Regions from separate parts of the Mus musculus genome. Here regions 1 and 3 are each linked to region 2. The links are chromatin contacts, called in public HiChIP or PLAC-seq maps. All regions are on one chromosome and are shown on one strand. Each heading gives the region's core, a stretch centred on a gene start, on an enhancer-like site or on the middle of the called end of the contact. The rest is flanking DNA. Distances are from core to core; before and after follow the strand shown.

Evidence for each region. HiChIP or PLAC-seq counts read pairs in DNA pulled down with a chosen protein or histone mark.
Region 1: a CTCF HiChIP or PLAC-seq map of the NIH/3T3 cell line shows a contact between it and region 2, with 8 read pairs. The contact joins two enhancer-like sites. A contact is called at or near these places in 1 of 15 datasets of contacts at CTCF or cohesin (the NIH/3T3 cell line) and 1 of 115 datasets of contacts at active chromatin or transcription factors (CD8 T cells).
Region 3: a CTCF HiChIP or PLAC-seq map of the NIH/3T3 cell line shows a contact between it and region 2, with 10 read pairs. The contact joins two enhancer-like sites. A contact is called at or near these places in 1 of 15 datasets of contacts at CTCF or cohesin (the NIH/3T3 cell line) and 1 of 115 datasets of contacts at active chromatin or transcription factors (the NIH/3T3 cell line).

What each region holds. Positions count from the first base shown.
Region 1 is chr4:89,400,942-89,403,820 of GRCm38.p6, reverse strand. The region is part of intron 5 of Gm12610 (predicted gene 12610); the gene reads right to left. Among named protein-coding and RNA genes, the nearest start is that of Cdkn2b, 91 kb to the right of the region's middle. Within about 2 kb of position 1,315, at least 10 of the 459 cell types and tissues checked have an H3K27ac peak or open chromatin away from gene starts, as enhancers often do. A contact at or near this core is called in the NIH/3T3 cell line, where this site is marked.
Region 2 is chr4:89,000,412-89,003,618 of GRCm38.p6, reverse strand. The region is part of intron 1 of Gm34568 (predicted gene, 34568); the gene reads right to left. Among named protein-coding and RNA genes, the nearest start is that of Gm34568, 46 kb to the right of the region's middle. Within about 2 kb of position 1,943, at least 33 of the 459 cell types and tissues checked have an H3K27ac peak or open chromatin away from gene starts, as enhancers often do. A contact at or near this core is called in the NIH/3T3 cell line, where this site is marked.
Region 3 is chr4:89,477,626-89,480,569 of GRCm38.p6, reverse strand. All of the region lies in intron 7 of Gm12610 (predicted gene 12610), which reads right to left. Among named protein-coding and RNA genes, the nearest start is that of Cdkn2b, 170 kb to the right of the region's middle. Within about 2 kb of position 1,484, at least 83 of the 459 cell types and tissues checked have an H3K27ac peak or open chromatin away from gene starts, as enhancers often do. A contact at or near this core is called in the NIH/3T3 cell line, where this site is marked.

The DNA of each region.
Region 1 (2,879 bases), core at 66-2,565, 400 kb before region 2:
ACACACACACACACACACACACACAAAGTGTATGCACACCTGTACACACCTATGTGCACACATACAAATGTGTGCATACACATGCATACCATAGACTGGGAGACTATAGGCAAAGCATACAGAGACAAAATAGTGTCACATCCTCTCCAGTCCCTGTTTTGAGAGTACAAAAAAATGTAGATGACCCATATGGGGCTGGACAAAGGTGGGAAGGCACTTAGATCAACCCAATCATACTGATCACTGGAAAGCCACACGAACCCACTTACTATATGATTAAGGAAGTGCCCTGATTCTCAAAAGAACCCTGAGTTCATTTTCAAAATGAATTTTCTATATTTAGACAGAATCTGGAATTCTGCAGAAAGTGTATTAGTCATAGATCATACTGATTCCTTTATAGTTGTGTAAAAAAATTTCACTTTCTGACCCATGAGACACTAATCATGAATGTTCAAAATCTCTGAGCTTAGAGGCAGAAAGACATTTGGATCCAATATTTCTAGCTGAAAGGCTGGTAATGTACCTTAGTGGTAAGGTTTTTGCCTAGCATGTGCAACTTGATCAAAAAGGAAAAAAAAAGCATACAATATGACGTAATGCTTTGATTCTGCACTACTTTGGGCAACTTGCACAACCTCCCTAAACCTCTTCATCTAAAGTAGTGGTTATCAACCTGTGAGTTGTGACCCCCTTGGGGTTAAGCAATTCTTTTTTTCATAAGGGTCACATATCAGGTATACAGCATATCAGATATTTACATTATGATTCATAACAGTAGCAAAACTACAGTTATGAAGTAGCAATGAAATAATTTTATGGGTGAGGGTCACAACAGCATGAAGAACTGTATTAAAGGGCTGCAGCATTGGGAAGGCTGAGAACCACTGCTCTAAAGCATAAAGGTAACACATTTTAGCTTAGCAGGTTGCTTGTTTAAATCCATGAACTGATCTAAATAAGTATTGATAATAGACTATGACTCATTTTTACTGTTTGGGAATTTCATATTGTATATAAGTATGCTTTAATCAAACATGCCATCCCCATTTCTTCCCTTCAAAATCCTCTTATACACACACCACTTTCCCTCCCAACTTCATGTGTTCTGTTTTTGATAAACATTTAGCTCTGCCTGTACGTGCATGAGTGTAGGACCATGAATTGAAGCACAGGTAGTCTCTTAACTGAATCCATGAACAACAAAGAGCCTCCCTCCCACAGCAGCCATTACCATCTTCACAACTGGGGAATTCGTGAGGCCTCTCCCTGATCCATGCTGGCAGTCACAGCCACGGTGAGTTCATGTGTGCAACCCTTGTGCCACGCCCAGCAAATACTGTTTCACTGCAGACATCCCCTAGCTGCCTCTTATGATCTTGCTGCTCCCATTCCTTTTGCTCTTACTGACCCTTGAGTAGAAAGTGTGTGATACAGACATCTCATTTTGAGCTGACCACTGAATGATCTCTTACGCTCTACACATTGGCAAGTTGTGGATCTTTGTATTAATTACCACCTACTATGAAAAGAAGCTCTTCTGCTGAGAATACAGTACTAATCTCAGTATAAATAGATCTCAGTGGCAATTTAATAATACATAGAATAATAATATTGTATTCTCCCCTAGGGCTATGACGTAGCCAGACACATTTGGCCCAGTTAACAATACCAGGCATGAGTTCTGTCTTCTAAAGGGAACTTTTAAACATAAGCAGGAAGCTATAGGTTGTTCTCACTTGTGCCATATTGCACCCCGGGGCATATCTTGCCAGGCTAGTCATTATTGTATCTCATGGAGCTCACAGCTAAGTACAATGGTCGAATACTTTTCTCCCTCCCCCACTACTCTAAATAGAACCTTGTAGCATTATGAAAGTTAGCCAGGAAAGATGAAGCTTCCAGGTTGGTCAAAGCTTGATTTATTTGTGGTCTATGACTCAAGAATATGATATCTTCAGCAATACAATCTTTTTTTCAAGTTCTGAAGAGTAACCAAGTAACCAACATGTACTTCATGTTTCTGGGATCTAAAGGACTTAAGAAATGGCAACCTGGGCTGGAGAGATGGCTCAGCAGTTAAGAGCACTAACTGCTCTTCCAGAGGTCCTGAGTTCAAATCCCAGCAACCACATGGTGGCTCACAACCATCTGTAATGGGATCTGATGCCCTCCTCTGGTGTCTGAAGACAGCTAAAATATACTCATATAAATAAAATAAATAAATCTTTAAAAAAAAAAGAAAAGAAAGAAGAAGAAATGGAAACAAAGATTTTGGGGGGGTTGGTTTGGGGTTTTTTGTTTTTTAGATGGGGTCTCTCTGTGTAATTCTAGATGTCCTGGGTCTTGATAATGAAGACCATGATGGCCTTGAACTCACAAATAACCTCCTACCTTTACATCCTGGGTGACTGGATTAAAGGTGTGTGTTATCACACACAGCTACAACTTAATTTTAAAAGCAATAGACTAAGTAAGGGATTATGAAGATAGTTACTTAAGAGCCATTGTTTGACAGTTGATAGAAATTTGAAGATTTGGGCTCTTTCAGTGCTCTGTAACATATAGAGTATAGTCAGGTGTGTGGTGTGTGTGTGTGTGTGTGTGTGTGTGTGTGTGTGTGTGTGTGTGTGTGTGTGTGTGTGAAAGAGAGAGAGAGAGAGAGAGAGAGAGAGAGAGAGAGAGAGATTTTCAGGCTGACTACTTGGTATTGGATAACCAATTGGAAGGCTATTTTTCCTGGTCTTAGCATTCCTTATCTGCCTGTTGTTCTTTATGTAAGGATGAGGCCCTGTAAGTTCTCCGCTTCCATGTTACATTGTCTGTAAATTATACAGATAGTAGGCTGTATTTACATATTTAGAATATATACATATATG
Region 2 (3,207 bases), core at 694-3,193:
TCCAGGCAGGCATGGTTCAAGCAGAGCTGAGAGTTCTATGTCTTCATCCAAAGGCTGCTAGTGGAAGACTTTCTTCCAGGCAACTAGGGTGAAGGTCTTAAGCCCACACCTACAATGACACACCTACTCCAACCAGGTCACATCTATTCCAACAAGGCCACACCTCCAAATGGTGCCACTCCCTGGTCCAAGAATATACAAACCATGACACTGAGTTTATAGAAAAGGAAAGGAAATCTACAAGTTGAAGAGATAGCCACACTGCCATGGCTATGGTACTATTCAGAGTAGCTCAGGAATGGAAACAGCATAAGCGCCCATTGGTTGATGCGCCAATGAGGAAAACCTGGTACACGCCACACGTTCATGAATATGATTCATATTTTCATGAAAGAATGAAACCCTGTGGTTTGTAGCAGCACTGATGAAACCAGAGGTCATTATGTTAAGTGAAATGAGCAGGCACAGAAAGTCCCGCACCTGCGTGACCTCACTAACAGCAGAGGAGAAAAAAAAATCCATCTCTTAGAAATGAAGAGTGAAATGATAATTACCAGAGGCTGGTAAGTGTAGGGAGGGAGAAAGAACGGAAAGAGGCTAATTATCAGGTATTAACTTACAGTTAGGTAGAAAAAAAGTTCTAGTGGTGTGTTGCACAGGACAGTGACAATAGGTAATAACATATTCTCTTACTCTTTGTCTCACAGAAAAGAGTTTGAACATTTCCCCACCAGGAAGTAATAAGTGGGCCTAGGTTCTGTTTGTAAAGTGTTTGCCTTATAGGAACAAGGGCCTGAATTTGATTCCCAGAACTCATGGAAAACAGCTGGTGTCCTGCCACGTATTCATGATCCCAGTACCGGGAAAGCAAAGATAAGCCCAGCCCTGGGACTTGCCGGCCCCCTTGGTCAGCCCACTTGGTAAGCTCTAGACCTCAGAGACCCTGTCTCAAAAACAGAAATTGTCCATGAAAGATTGAAAAAAATTACAAAGTTTGTTGAGTTGGGAAGAGACTGATGAATTGGAGAAGAGTTTGGGGGGGGGGGCAGTGAATATGATTAAAACATATGGCATGGAACTCTTAAAAAAAAAACTAAGAAAAAATTTAAAACAAAAAACAGTAATGTGAATGGCTCCCAAGATTGAATACGCATCCCCCTCCCCCCCGTGTGTGTGTGTGTGTGTGTGTACAAGAAATGATAGGTGCTTCAAAAGACAGATATGTATGCCTGGTTTAGATTTCTATATAATATATTCATGATTTAAATATAATGCAGATGAGTACATGTTTTACTTTTTAATGGGCTATATAGATTTAACGGAAAGTGCAGAAACATTAGGCTCCTCCTCTTCCTCATTTAAGAGGTAGATAGTATCTATTTATAAAATGAGGGACTGTACCCAGGGTTCCTAAGGGCTCACTCTGCTCCAACATTCTTTGAGAAATTCTAAATCTCTATCCCTGCCCTCTCACTCAAATCATAAGCAATACTTAAAAGCATTTTTCCACAAGGATTTCTGCACATATTGTCTTGGAAATTTATTGTGAATCACTAAGTTACCCCCTTTTTGTTGGAAAATTAACAATGTTGCATTCTGTTGCTATAACCCAAACAATACTGAATTAAATTTGTCCTGGGCTTATGAAGGCATTTATTCAACAAAGTGATTTCTTTCCAAGCAAATGAGTTACTTATTTCCATTAAGAATAAAATAAAAAGAAAGCATGCTCTTCTCTATGTAACTAGTTCGGTAGACACTAACTGGTTGCATTGTCTGTAAAGCTGTGAATCAAGTAAAATTTCCTGTGAGTGTGCAGTTTCCTTTGTAGCTTACATAAATTTGTGGATTATTCCAAGATATGTACACTCATAGTTACTCACTTGAGAAAATAGAGTTGTGCGTACTTGCACATCATAGAAAAACACCCACACATACAAAGCCTGCCTTTTACCAGGACTTGAGATGAGAAAATAAAGCAGCCAGAATGGCTTCTTACCCCCTCCACCCTAACCACACCTTCCTGCCCTAAGCCTATTGCCCAAATCCAACTGTGCCCCAACACATGCCTCTTTGAAAATTGAAAAGATATTGAGAGGAAAGGTCAAGTGAAAAAAATAAAGCCGGAAAGAGAAACGTGTGAAAAAAGAGACCAAGACAGGAAATGTAGTTGGCTGGAGCTTTCTGAAGTAAACAGCATTTGGAAGCAGAGAGCAACTAATTCTTGACTTTCATGTTCTCCTGAAAAAGGTGATGGTCCAACAATTCAGTTGAATTAGGTAAATGGGGCTGTTTTAATGAGTTGAAATAAGATCATCTACCCAAGATACTTCTAGAAACTCAGTGAAATTCTTGGTTCTGATCATTTAGGTTAGAACTCTTGTAGTAGATAACCAATTAAACTCATCTTCTACTTGTGCATCTGGCGTGGTACTTGATCTCTACTACAGCAATTCTGTAGTGTTCTCTCTTTGCAGCATCACTCTTCCTATTTGTGCGTTCCTTTTTAGAATAAAAGTAGGCTGAGCCATCTCAGCGTTTGCATTTGCACTGAAGCCAAGCAGCCTGCCTAGCTCTTTGAAAGTGTAGGTATGGTTAAAGATAGAACCACTGAAAACCCAATAAAAGGAAGGCAAGGTGGTATCTATAGAAACGTCCTGCTGGGTTTCTATAGACAGGGCAGGAGGTACTAATCTGCTACCAGGGAACTGAGGAAGTGTGGTGGTGTTCCACAGCTCCAGAGAGCAAGCTAAGTGAGAATTTTGTAGGCCCCTAGCTGAGAGGTTGCCTCTTCAATAGAGAGTTCAGAACGTATTTGAGTCAGCCAACTTTTTTTTAATGTCTATGAAGTAGATATTTGAACCAATTTTTAGGCTTTAGTCACTCTAAAGCAAATTGCTGACAATAATCAAAAGTTCAAAATTATTGCTTGGTTGCAATTGCTGTTAGTCCTTTAAAACAAATATAGTTGCCTTTAAAAATGTTCATTCTTTAAAGTAAAGAAAAGCTTAAGTGAGGAAGAGCTTATAGCTTGCAAAAAAAAATGCACATCCCCCGGGGGGTCTTTATAAGTAGTAATCATGCTGCAATTGCTGCAAGAACAAATGAGGGCATCTATTCCATTAGCATGTACAAACAACTTGCCTCGTTAGATCTGACTTGAGACAAAAGTCTTGTTGTACACCAGCAGCCTTGTAAGTATTGCAA
Region 3 (2,944 bases), core at 235-2,734, 480 kb before region 2:
TATAAATAAATAAAATAATTAATAAAAAATTTAAGAGACTAAATAAAATGGTTTTTTAAAAAACAAAATCAATATAAAAATAGTCAGGGAGCTATATCCAGTGAAAATATATTTAAAGAAAATAGAGTTTTCCAGATAAATGGAAACTCAGGAAACATACTGCCAGAGAGTCTGTTCTCAGCAAAGTTGCTTAGGTTGAAGAAATGACAGAATGAGAATGCAGTCTTGGAAAAAGGACAAGAGACAATCAGGCCTGGGGAATGAGTGAGTGCAGAGCTTCCTGATGGTCTCATCTTATTTAAACTACAGCCGAAAACTGAAATGTTTCTAAAGATTAATACATATCTGTGGACATTTTTGACATAGTAGTCAGGAACTTTAACATCAGATCTTTATCACGGCACAGAATTTGAAATGTTAGAAAGTTGGGGCTAAAGAACAAAGGGTTTTTCCAACGACGAATAAAATCGTACAGGATTATACAGGATTTTATCAGGGATCTTTCCACAGCAAGACTAGAAACAAAACGGGATAGTCTTCAGACACATTACAGAAATTGTTGCTGACATGTAAGTCCACATTACTCAACTGTGAGAGAGGGCCAGAAATTTCTGGATTTCCAAGTTTAAAGGGAAATTGCCTTTGTAAACTCTCTACACCTATGAACCAGGTACTTCAAAAATAAAAGGAAGAAGAAGGAGGAGGAGGAGGAGGGGGAGGAGGAGGAGAAAACAAGAAACATAAGGGGAAAAAAATCGAGATGCCTCAGGAGTGTAAGATGTTGAAATGAAAGCAGATTCTTTATGGAGAAAATGGCTACAAGATGAACTACTTCCATCACTCCTTAGACTATCAAGTGAGGGGACCCTTTGCATTTGGCATTGCAAAAGCTTTTAGAAATCCTGTTGAATTACCTATTGACAATCCTACCTGCCTATTCTTTTTCTTGACCCATGTTGGGAAGCAGCAAGGATGGTCATAAGATGGAGCAGAATGGAAAACAGAGGTATTGAGGTTTAAAGATTTTTGTTTCAGTTTGAGTTTGCACAAAAGCAGTGCCTGAGCAGGAAGAGAGCATATAAAAGGATCAGGCATGAGAAACTGAAAGAAAACTAGCGCAATCCACGAGGGCTTTGTAATCATCATTATTGTGGGAACTGACAGTCTGTCTGGAACCTTCTGAGGTATGTGTGGGACACCTTTGGAAATCAACTTCCAGAGGAGCCACCATGTTCATCTGTCAGCTTGCATCTCACATTTGTTGAGTCTTGCCATGGGATGAAAACCCCGGTATACCTCCCCACTGAATGTAATCACCTGAACAGAGGTCTCCCCGAGGGCAATTATGGCGCTGGAAACGTCTGAGGGCAAAAGTGTAAAATGTCTGGTGCTAGAGAAAAACACCAGCATGACATAAGCCAAACTACCCGCTGAAGCTACACTGTAATCAAAGCTGAGGCCAAGAGGATATGAGTCAGGGAGCCAGAGGCAGCCCGCACAGGCTAGCCTTTGTACCACTCTGCTACCCCTATGCCTTACAGTTAATTACCTCTCAGGCTTCAAGGCGGCCGTCAGCCAGCCAGTCTCTACATGTGACCTGATAGAACAAAACAGCCTTCCCTACTGAAGCTGGTCCTGCACTGTACTCGATAGTCATCAACTCTTTCCACCACCCATATTAGATTCCCCTCATGATCATTCGACACTTTTTTCTAACCTAATAAGGTGACTCAGACCTTCCACCCCGAGCAGTCTAAGATAGTGGCTTCCTTACTCTGGTCAGGCCACGTTTGCTGCAATTACTGCTCGTCTTGCTCATGGGATATGGAATGTCAAGTGAGTCTCATGATTATTTTGTTAATAGCATATATTACTTTTGCAAATTAGTGGAACTCACTGTGATGTTTCTTACACTCATTTCTTACAGCACGTATGGATTGTGTGCATATGTCTGTCCTTCTAACTTCAGCCCCTCCCAGCCAGTTCCTAGGAACAATTCTTCTACCTCTACGTCTAATTCCTAATGTGGTTACTCTTCATTTGCACACTGGAAAGCAAACAGAGTACTTGTTCTTGTCCTTCTGCTGTCTTGTTTTGGTTAGCATGACATTCATTTCTATCCACTCTGTTTCAAATAGCAAGTTCTCATTCTTCTTATGGCTGCATAATACTCCATCTCTCCTTTTCTGTTTGTCTATTGACAGGCGGCTATGGGTTATGAGCTCGTCTGTTGTGTTCTGCCTTCATCTCCTTTGAATAAATAGACAGGAGTTTAACCACTTGATCACATGCTAAGTCTACTTCTAGTTCAGGAGGATTCTACCTACTGCTTTCCAAAATCAACCTACTGACTGCATTACCCACACACAAAAACCTAAGAATTCTATTTTTCCACATCTTCATCAGCATTTATGTTATGGGTTTTTTATGGTAGCCATTCTAACTATGGTCTGATAATATTTCATGTAATTTTGATTATTATTTCCCTGGTGACTGGTGATAGTGAATACTTTTCAGATGTTCACTGAATAATTGTATTTTATCTTTTAAGACATATTTAAATTCCTATGTTTACCAATGTTTCAACTACCACAAACTGCCCAAAGATTAGTTTCTAAAGTCTTCTTATCATAATCTCCATCAGTGGGAGTCTAACACTAGACATGATAGCTGGGGTTCTACCTGGAAGCCAAGGCTCAAGGAAGGCAACAAGCCTACGGAGCACAAGGAGTTGGAATACTCACCAAATGACTGTAAGTGTCTTAGGTAGGGTTTTACTGCTATGAACAGACACCATGACCAAGGCAACTCGTATAAGGTTCAGAGGTTCAGTCCATTGTTGTCAAGGCAAGAACATGGTAGCATATAGGCAAACATGGTGCAGGCAGAGCTGAGTGTTCAGCAGCTTCATCTGAGGGCTGCTAGTGGAAGACTGACTTAGGGA